2 separate regions of the Mus musculus genome follow, and region 2 is linked to region 1. The links are chromatin contacts, called in public ChIA-PET maps. All regions are on one chromosome and are shown on one strand. Each heading gives the region's core, a stretch centred on a gene start, on an enhancer-like site or on the middle of the called end of the contact. The rest is flanking DNA. Distances are from core to core; before and after follow the strand shown. Region 1 overlaps Nemp2 (nuclear envelope integral membrane protein 2). Region 2 has its middle 37 kb from the start of Mfsd6.

Region 1 (4,900 bases), core at 1,050-3,549:
CTCCTTGGGTACTTTCTCTAGCTCCTCCATTGGGAGCCCTGTGATCCATCCATTAGCTGACTGTGATCATCCACTTCTGTATTTGCTAGGCCCCGGCATAGTCTCACAAGAGAGAGCTATATCTGGGTCCTTTTAGCAAAATTTTGCTAGTGTGTGCAATGGTGTCAGCGTTTGGAAGCTGATTATGGGATGGATCCCTGCATATGGCAATCACTAGATGGTCCATCTTTTTTGTCACAGCTCCAAATTTTGTCTCTGTAACTAGACTATTCTTAAAGCAGAGTAATAGTACATGCCAAAGGCCAGCACAGCTCAAGAGCCAGAGTCATAGGACAGTGCTACTTTATCGTCCTAGTGAGCTTGCAGTGGCAGGAAGTTGCAGTGGCAGGAAGTTGCAGTGGCAGGAAGTTGCAGTGGCAGGAAGTTGCAGTGGCAGAAAGCAGGCAGGTGGCTAGCACTCCCGGGGATTTGCAGCTTGCTCATGGGACTCCTAAGCAATATGCCTCTCGGCATATCAGTTAAGTAGAGCAGCTGCAAAAGGGGAAGTTCATCCATGGTTAGGTCATTTGTTTTTCAAAAGCCCTACCTGGTATACATAACCTTCCCCATTGAAAATATGAGGATTCTTAAGCGAATAGGGCCTAAGTTATGGGATCATGGTCAGAGCCAGGACACAGACTCAACTCTTGCTAACACCAGAGCCCTGCCTACCACCTTCCCATCCTAGTGGGAGGGAAAGCGTCCACGGTGGTACAAGACATAAATAGCCAAGCCATGAGTTCTGTGTGCCTGAAACCTATGTGTGTTTGTTTCTATTCTTGATTTCTAGACATTCTCTAAAACCTTAAATCAGCATCCCAAGCAATAGCCTTACCAATAAAACGTCCTGACAAGATTGTAGGCTACTTTTGTTGTCCCAGTATGAGTGCTATGGGCTGCTTGTGACTCTTACAGTGGATATGTACCTACTGTGTCTCTGAGGATTTCTATCTTTTTTTGTTTGGTTGGTTGGCTTTATTGTTTGTAGAACATGATTTTAGTATTTTCAACTGTTAATATTCAACAAACAGAATCATTTTAAGATATATTTTGTTGTATTTCATTTCTGATTTTATTAATTTAGATACTGTCTTTGTGCCCTCTGGTTAGTCTGGCTAAGGGTTTATCTACCTTGTTGATTTTTCTCAAAAAAACAGCTTCTGATTTTGATTCTCTGTAGAGTTGGTTTTGTTTCTACTTGGTTGATTTCAGCCCTGAGTTTGATTATTTCCTGCCATCTACTCCTCTAGGGTGTATTTGCTTCTTTTTGTTCTAGAGCTTTCAGGTGTGCTGTCAAGCTCCTGTAAGCTCTCTCCAATTTCTTTTGGGAGAACTTAGAGCTATGAGTTTTCCTCTTACAACTGCTTTCCTTGTGTCCCATAAATTTTGGTATGATGTGTCTTCATTTTCATTAAATTCTAAAAAGCGTTTCATTTTTTTTCTTTTTTTCTTCCTTGACTGAGTTATCATTGTGTAGAGCATTGTTCAGCTTCCACGTGTATGTGTGCTTTCTGTTGTTTTTATTGATATTTAAGACCAGCCTTAGTCTGTGGTGATCTGATAGTGTGCATGGAATAATTTCAATCTTCTTGTATCTGTTGAGGCCTGTTTTGTGACTGATTATATGGTCAGTTTTGGAGAAGGTACCATGAGGTGCTGAGAAGAAGGTATATTCTTTTGCTTTAGGATGAAATGTTCTATAGATATTGTTAGATCCGTTTGGTTAATAAGTTCTGTTAGTGTCTCTGTTTAGTTTCTGTTTCCCTGATCTGTCTATTCCTGAAAGTGGGGTGTTGAAGTCTCCCACTATTATTGTATGGGGTACAATGTGTGCTTTGAGCTTTAGTAAAGTTTCTTTTATGAATGTGGGTGCCCTTGCATTTGGACCATAGATATTCAGAATTGAGAGTTCTTCTTGGTTGATTTTTCATTTGACCAGTATAAAGTGTCCTTCCTTATCTTTTTTGATAACTTTTGGTTGAAAGTTGATTTTATTGGATATTAGAATGGCTACTCCAGCTTGTTTCTTGGGACCACTTGCTTAGAAAAATGTTTTCCAACCTTTTACTCTGAGGTAGTCTCTGTCTTTGTCACTGAGGTACATTTCCTGTATGCAGCAAAATGCTGGGTCCTGTTTACGTAGCCAGTCTGTTAATCAATGTCTTTCTATTGGGGAACTGAGTCCACTGATGTTAAGAGATGTTAAGGAAAAGTGATTGTTACTTCCTGTTATTTTTGTGGGTTTCTATCTTTAAACCACTTCCTGTGATGCAAACTGTCATGCAAGACATCACTTATGGGAAGTCTGGGGGCCTTTACTTCCTTAAGTTCTGCAAGAGCACTTGGATCCAAGTTAGGTGACTCTGTGAAGGTGAGAGTATGATTATGAGAGATGATTACTGGAGAGGGAAAGGGTGATTTCCCATCCAGACATCCTTCAGTGCATTGAGACAAGACACTTAAAACTCTAAACCACTCACGTAGTTTACACAAAAGCTTTAATAACTCCCTGACACAGAACTTCTAAGCCAACGGACATCTGGGAAAGTGATGCTTGTATGAGAACAGGAATTGGGAGGTGAAAGAAAAGTTCTTTTTCAAATCAGAAATCATATAGCTTAGGCAGGGCCAGCTGTGGCTTATAAAAGGGAGCAACTTGCTGCTGTCTGGGAAAATGTGAGCCAGCCCAGGTGAACATCTCATCTGGTTCCCATCTGCCCTGGGCCGCTAACACACTCGCCCTATTGTAGCTCAAGATTAGACCCAGATTTCACAGGGCAGCTTGGAGACTTCATAGTGCTTGGGTCAAGAATGTGGGCCTGGGGCCAGAAGTCTGTCTGGACTGAAGTGTCAGCTTTGCCAGTCACAGTTTATATGGGCCTAAGGCCTCCTGGGTAAAACTGAGGTTTCAGTGAGAGACTTGATAGTACAGAGCCAGGTAAATGTGTCTTCTGAGATAGACTCTGCTGGTTATGTGAGTCTCAGTGCCTTTATCTTCTGCCAGCTGCGATACACTGCAGATTGCCTAATGGGAGACAGGTCTAGAGAATGGAAGTCAGGTATGAGTCAGAGGCTAAACTGGCACCTCATCTATCCATGCAGTGTCACCCAGTGGGGAATCTGTGAAGGTAGCTTGCTCACAGGGTCATCTGAAGACATCTGTCTTGCTGCAGGCTTCATCAGACAAGCATCCCATGTGATTTATGTGTAGGATTCCACTGCAGGTTAGACAGAAAAGCCAATCCAAAAATGACACATCTAATTGTGGGGAATCCCCAAATAGAGGATAATGTGAGATCCTATTTGGGCGGTTATTGATCAGCATCGCCTCTGGATCGTAACTATGTATATGTTCAGATATATTGATACAATCCATCAGATATCCTAAAATCTGTAATCTCTTACATTTCTAGATATTTTTAAAAGACATAAATTCAAATATTTTCCTGTCACATGGACACTCCCCTAAAATTCAGCCCTAAATATTATTGGCAAACTACATAACTAGTTCACAAAGTGTCTTTGTGCTTGTAAACTGTGTTTTAAAACCCTTGAAAACTAGCATTCAAATGATATGATTTTTTAAACCATTTAAGTATAGCCACCTACGCTGCTTCTCACCCACACATTTGGTGTCAAACAGTCCAACTTGCTTCAAACAGGGTGCTGTTGGGAGGCATCTGCTGTAAGCAAGGGCACAACGAGGGTTCTGCTGTGTGTATGTGCATGTCTGCGAAGGTGTGAAACATAGCTGCCATTGAAGGACAGTCAGTCATTGGCTGCTTCAGAAAGAGGAGGAAGGTCAGAAGGGAAGGACTGTACACTGCTTGGTGGGCATTAGAAATGTCATTGGTCTTTGTCATACACACTGACTCGGAGCCCAGGGAACATTTCACCAGAAATGTTTTAATTGTTTAGCTTCTCACAGCTCTCACATAGCAATCTGACAGATCCATGATTCTTTCCAGAAATGAACATGAAAAACAGCTCTCTCAAAAGACGACCACTGTTTTCATTGTGGGTGCACGGGCTTGCTGGTGCTGGGAGCTACAGCTTCACAGTGAAGTCCCAACTGTGGGGTTGTTCTGGTGGCTCAGGGGGTGCTGATGTGCCAGACACACACAAACACATTCTATACTAGGCAAGCTGTGTAGTGAGAGGTGAACATGGCAATGCCCAAGTACTGACACACCTGACCTGTTACAATGCCCAGAAATAAAGCTACTGAAAAAGAAAACCAGATTAAGCTGTGGCAAAATGTTACAACTCCTGTCTATTTTTGCAAAATAGTTGCCAAAATGACTAGAAGCACATTGTTTACACACAAGTGTTCATGCCTGTGTGTATGTGCATGCAAACTCAGAGGAAGGTACCAGGCTCCCTGGGACTAGAGTTATGGATGGCGGCAAGCTGCCATGCCACTCAGATGCTGAGGACGAAACTCAAATCCTCTGTAAGGCTCTTTTTAGCCACTAAGCCATCTCTCCAGACCCTATTCTTTGACGTTTTAAAGTCAACACGTAAAGGCACAGATTGACCTGAGTGAGGTTTCTAAGAAAAGGAAAAAGACTCCTGATATTACCTATGTCTGTCAAAAGGCAGAGGCAGAAACACTGACATAGAGCGTCAAAGAGAGAGCATCATTTGAGAGTGAATATAGAAAGTTCCGAAGTCAGCATCACTCTCAGGGGATGACAGTGACCAAGTCCGTGTCTTGTCCCCCTCCTCCTCTCTCATGCTTTGTGTTTCTGTTGTTGTTTAATCATTACAGTACATAAGATAAAACACCCTGACTTTGATTCTCAGAGGATCAAGTAGCGACCTGTTCACAGAATGTCTGCCATAGCCAACTCTTAAGGCT
Region 2 (4,900 bases), core at 1,643-4,142, 110 kb before region 1:
AGACCAGGCTGGCCTCGAACTCAGAAATCTGCCTGCCTCTGCCTCCCGAGTGCTGGGATTTGGTTTTGATGTTTTTCTCAGACAATTATAAGCTATGTTGGGGGTCTGTGTCCTTCCAATGCTGCCTTCTACTCCTACAGGGTAGCACATATGTGTTGTAGTGCTGTACGTGTAAGACTTTGCTTTTCACCATGGTGTCACTGTTGTCCATAGTTATGGAATGGTGTCAGTAAGTACTAACAGCTGTTTGTAATGTTTATGCTAGATGCCATTGGTTTCCACTGTTTTATGTCTGGGAATTTTTTAGTTCTAATACCATAGTCCCAGGCCGGTTGCTGTACCATGGTAAATTAGGGAATTCTGCTATGCATAGCCAATTTGTTGTGTTCCATTTCTGTATTAAAGTTTCATCTAGTTTTGCTTTCATGGAATTGGGGCATCTGTTCCCATATGGCTTGCTCGAAGATAGCATCCATTGGATGGAGCACAGGGTCCTCATTGAAGGAACTAGAGAAAGTACCCAAGGAGCTGAAGGGGTTTGCAGCCCTATAGGAGGAAAATCAGTATGAACTAACCAGAACCCCCGGAACTCCCTGGGACTAAACCACCAATCAAAGAAAACACATGGTGGGACTTGGGTCTCTAGCTGCATATGTAGCAGAGAATGGCCTAGTCGATCATCAGTGGGAGGAGAGGCCCTTGGTCCTGTGAAGGTTCTGTGCCCCAGTACAGGGGAATGCCAGGGTCAGGAATCAGAAGTGGATGGGTTGGGGAACAGGGGGTTGGGAGAGGGGAGAGGGGGATTTTTGGAGAGGAAACTAGGAAAAGGGATTACATTTGAAATGTAAATTAAAAAAAATATCTCATTAAAAAAAAAGATAGAAAAAGATAGCATCTCTGATGATAGGGGCCAGGATTGAACAGGTGTACTTGGGCAGTGTGTCCAATTCATTGGGGAGTTGTAGGGTTAAAGGTGTTGGCTCCTCGTATCAGCACTGTCAGACCAGGAGGAGCCCCTTTGGTCAGGTCTAATAAACTGGTTCTTCCCCACAAAGGTAACTTCTGGCCTAAGAGAACAGTTTGGTCAGCTTCCCAAGGCTTTCACAACTCAGGCAGTGACCAGAAAAGCTACAGATTTGCTAAGTAACTTTCCTATGTAAATAACCCGGGCTTTCTTTGCTGTCACCCATTTAACTCCTCCTACCTTGGCCTCAGGCCAGTGCTTGGAAATTTCCCCGGGTTTGAGGTGCATTTGACTCTGGCCTAAGATTCCGCTACCATGGTTTGTCCAGGCCTAAGTTCTTTACTGGATCTCTGACCTCTGCGATGTGGCAGGCTCAGCCTGTCCTTTGGAGGAAATCTCAGAGAGATGACCTTTGCTAAATTTTCTTTGGTCCCAGGGAGTGTTTCCTTCTGGAACATCTTATTGTAAGGCCTGAATATGAACTTTAAGAATATGGATGGGCTGGGGAGGAGATGACTCAGTGGTTAAGAGCACTGACTGCTCTTCCAGAGTTCCTAAGTTCAATTCCCAGCAATCACAAGGTGGCTCACAACTATCTGTAATGGGATCCGAAGCCAACTTCTACTGTGTCTGAACACAGAAACTTTTGTGGGAAGCACATCCAGTGTTAACTTTGGCTAATTTCTTGCTTGTGATTAATAATGAATGAGTCAGCCGTCAGCTGTCTTTGTTTTTACTTAAGATGTGTGTTTTATTCTGCCAAGTTCCTCTCCTTACACATATGTCCTTGAGAGACTGTCCAAGCCTGAAGGAAATGGCCTTGGTCAAACATAGATACTGTGTACCATAAACTCGCCATGTAAGCATTTGTGGTTATTGCTTAACTTTCTGGAATTGGTCATGCTTTCTGTTGCTTGCCTTTAAAAGACACTGAGAGAATATACTGGGTGCTAACATTCTGTCTAAGGTCTGCCTCACAGTTACCTGGCAGGTATGCCTGACTCACTATAAAAGGGGCTGCTTGCCCCTTCCCTGCTCTCTTGTTCCCTTGCTCCTCTCTGGTTCCCTTCCATTCCTTTCCCCCATTCCCTTGCCCCCTCTTTCTCCATGTGCTTATAGCAGGCCTCTACTCCTCTACTCTCCCTCCCTCCCTCCCTCCCTCCCTCCCTCCCTCCCTCCCTCCCTCCCTCCCTCCCTTTCTCTGCCTCGACTACCCTCTTAATTCCCCTCTCCATTCCCTGAATAAACTCTAGGGGGACCAGGAGGGGGAGTGCCTCAGCATAGGCCTGCGGAGGCATCCACTCCCCCCACACCTCACCACACCTCCATAGAATATATTCCTTCTCTCTTTATCCTTGTATAAACCCAACACTCAGTGCACAGTATTTACTGTTAGCCCTCCCAACCTTTTTCCAATCCTTACTTTCCCAGTCATGGTTTTCCCATTGACTGACCAGCAGGCTCTGGCATGTGGTGCCTAACGAGGGGCTACTACATGAGGCTCAGTGAAGGACACCTCTGGAAGTGGAGCACTTGGAGAAAGAGAAAGTGTTGGCAGTGGTGAATAACTCTCAGGACTAATTAGAGGAGAAACAAGAAAAAAAGGGAAATGGAAATGGCCATATGCTTTTTGTGCAAATTCTTAAGAATATGCTTCACTAAATTAAGGCAACAGCAATTACATAGTTTTTTAGATTTTTCTAGAGGTTTATCCTTGAGTACAATACATTTAGCAACCTGGAAGAAAGTTAGAGAAAGACTTCAAAATTATTATAATGTGCTTGGACTAGGTAAAGTGCCTGTAGATACTTTTAGGGCTAGGAGAGAGAAGTGGGTTTCCTCGAAGAAGAGAGAAAATGAAACTAAGCTGTTCTGGAGGCACTCACTGCACACTGCTGCTGTGGGGGTGAGCCCAGTGGCTGTCAGTCATGAGCCCCAGGAAGGGGGCACTTCCCTTTGGCTCTATTCCTTGCCTGCTGTAGCACCCACCCACCCCTGGAGGGGCAGAGACAGCTGTGGCAGGATGAGGGGAGGGGAATGATGCACAGTGGAGAAGTCCATGGAGAGCAGAGAGCCAAGCCCTGAGTTGCAGGCAGCCAGAGCTCATTCATCTCTGCCCACACGGAAGACAGTGAGTGCCTGCTGTGGACGGCAAAGCTCTGGCACAGGGGAGTTATGAACAGGTAAGCAGTCAGGAGTCCTGGTTTTCACACAGATGGCCCCAAATTTAAGTTATATAAACTAACATACATCACACATGTTAGAAATTATATACATTGAAACATATACATATATAATGTATATTTTATTCACATGTCATCAGAAGATGACCCATCCTTGATAACTACATACATATTCACATTCATGCACACATAAATTATCCATATTAAATATAAATTATAATTCAATGCAATCCCCATCAAAATTCTAACTCAATTCTTCAACGAATTAGAAAGAGCAATATGCAATTCATGTGGAATAACAAAAAGCCTAGGATAGCAAAAACTATTCTCAATGATAAAAGAACCTCTGGGGAAATCACCATGCTTGACCTAAAGCTGTACTACAGAGCAATTGTGGGGAAAAAACTGCATGGTACTGGTATAGTGACAGACAGATAGATCAGTGGAATAGAATTGAAGACCCAGAAATGAACCCACACACCTATGGTCACTTGATCTTTGACAAGGGAGCTAAAACCATCCAGTGGAAAAAAGACAGCATTTTCAACAAATGGTGCTGGCACAACTGGTGGTTATCATGTAGAAGAATGTGAATTGATCCATTCTCATCTCCTTGTACAAAGCTCAAGTCTAAGTGGATCAAGGAACTCCACATAAAACCAGAGACACTGAAACTTATAGAGGAGAAAGTGGGGAAAAGTCTTGAAGATATGGGCACAGGGGAAAAATTCCTGAACAGAACAGCAATGGCTGGTGCTGTAAGATCGAGAATTGACAAATGGGACCTCATGAAACTCCAAAGCTTCTGCAAGGCAAAAGACACCGTCAATAAGACAAAAAGACCACCAACAGACTGGGAAAGGATGTTTACCAATCCTAAATCTGATAGGGAACTAATATCCAATATATACAAAGAACTCAAGACGCTGGACTCCAGAAAATCAAATAACCCCATTAAAAAATGGGGCACAGAACTGAACAAAGAATTCTCAACTGAGGAATACCAAAGGGCTGAGAAACACCTGAAAAAAATGTTCAACCTCCTTAATCATCAGGGAAATGCAAATCAAAACAACCCTGAGATTCCACCTCACACCAGTCAGAATGGCTAAGATCAAAAATTCAGGTGACAGCAGATGCTGGCGAAGATGTGGAGAAAGAGGAACACTTCTCCATTGATGGTGGGATTGCAAGCTTGTACAACCACTCTGGAAATCAGTCTGGCAGTTCCTCAGAAAATTGGACATAGTACTACTGGAAGATCCAGCAATACCTCTCCTGGGCATATATCCAGAAGATGTTCCAATGGGTAAGAAGGACACATGCTCCACTATGTTTATAGCAGTCTTATTTATAATAGCCAGAAGCTGGAAAGAACCCAGATGCCCCTCAACAGAGGAATGGATACAGAAAATGTGGTACATTTGCACAATGGAGTACTACTCAGCTATTAAAAACAATGAATTTATGAAATTCCTAGGCAAATGGATGGATCTGGAGTATATCATCCTGAGTGAGGTAACCCAATCACAAAAGAACACACACGATATGCACTCACTGATAAGTAGATATTAGCCCAGAAACTTAGAATACCCAAGATAAAATTTGCAAAACACATAAAACTCAAGAAGAACGAAGACCAAAGTGTGGATACTTCGTTCCTTCTTAGAATTGGGAACAAAATATCCATGGAAGGAGTTACAGAGACAAAGTTCAGAGCTGAGATGAAAGGAAGGGCCATCACCCATCCCAT

What was found. ChIA-PET counts read pairs in DNA pulled down with a chosen protein or histone mark.
Region 2: a contact with region 1 is called in an RNA polymerase II ChIA-PET map of effector CD8 T cells, with 23 read pairs. The contact joins two enhancer-like sites. A contact is called at or near these places in 2 of 15 datasets of contacts at CTCF or cohesin (CD8 T cells and pro-B cells), 52 of 484 Hi-C or Micro-C datasets (3T3-L1-derived adipocytes, the AML12 cell line, B cells and 38 more), 9 of 115 datasets of contacts at active chromatin or transcription factors (the 230-238 cell line, CD8 T cells, the HPC-7 cell line and 6 more) and 5 of 9 other capture datasets (adipose tissue, bone marrow-derived macrophages, embryonic stem cells and 2 more).

Annotation. Positions count from the first base shown.
Region 1 is chr1:52,650,945-52,655,844 of GRCm38.p6, reverse strand. It overlaps Nemp2 (nuclear envelope integral membrane protein 2), which reads right to left. Exons shown (of 9, transcript NM_001142647.1): 9 at 3,926-4,900. Among named protein-coding and RNA genes, the nearest start is that of Nemp2, 23 kb to the right of the region's middle. Within about 2 kb of position 2,299, at least 79 of the 459 cell types and tissues checked have an H3K27ac peak or open chromatin away from gene starts, as enhancers often do. A contact at or near this core is called in CD8 T cells, the G1E-ER4 cell line, the HPC-7 cell line and 9 more, where this site is marked.
Region 2 is chr1:52,762,248-52,767,147 of GRCm38.p6, reverse strand. No RefSeq gene overlaps it. Among named protein-coding and RNA genes, the nearest start is that of Mfsd6, 37 kb to the right of the region's middle. Within about 2 kb of position 2,892, at least 112 of the 459 cell types and tissues checked have an H3K27ac peak or open chromatin away from gene starts, as enhancers often do. A contact at or near this core is called in CD8 T cells, the G1E-ER4 cell line, the HPC-7 cell line and 9 more, where this site is marked.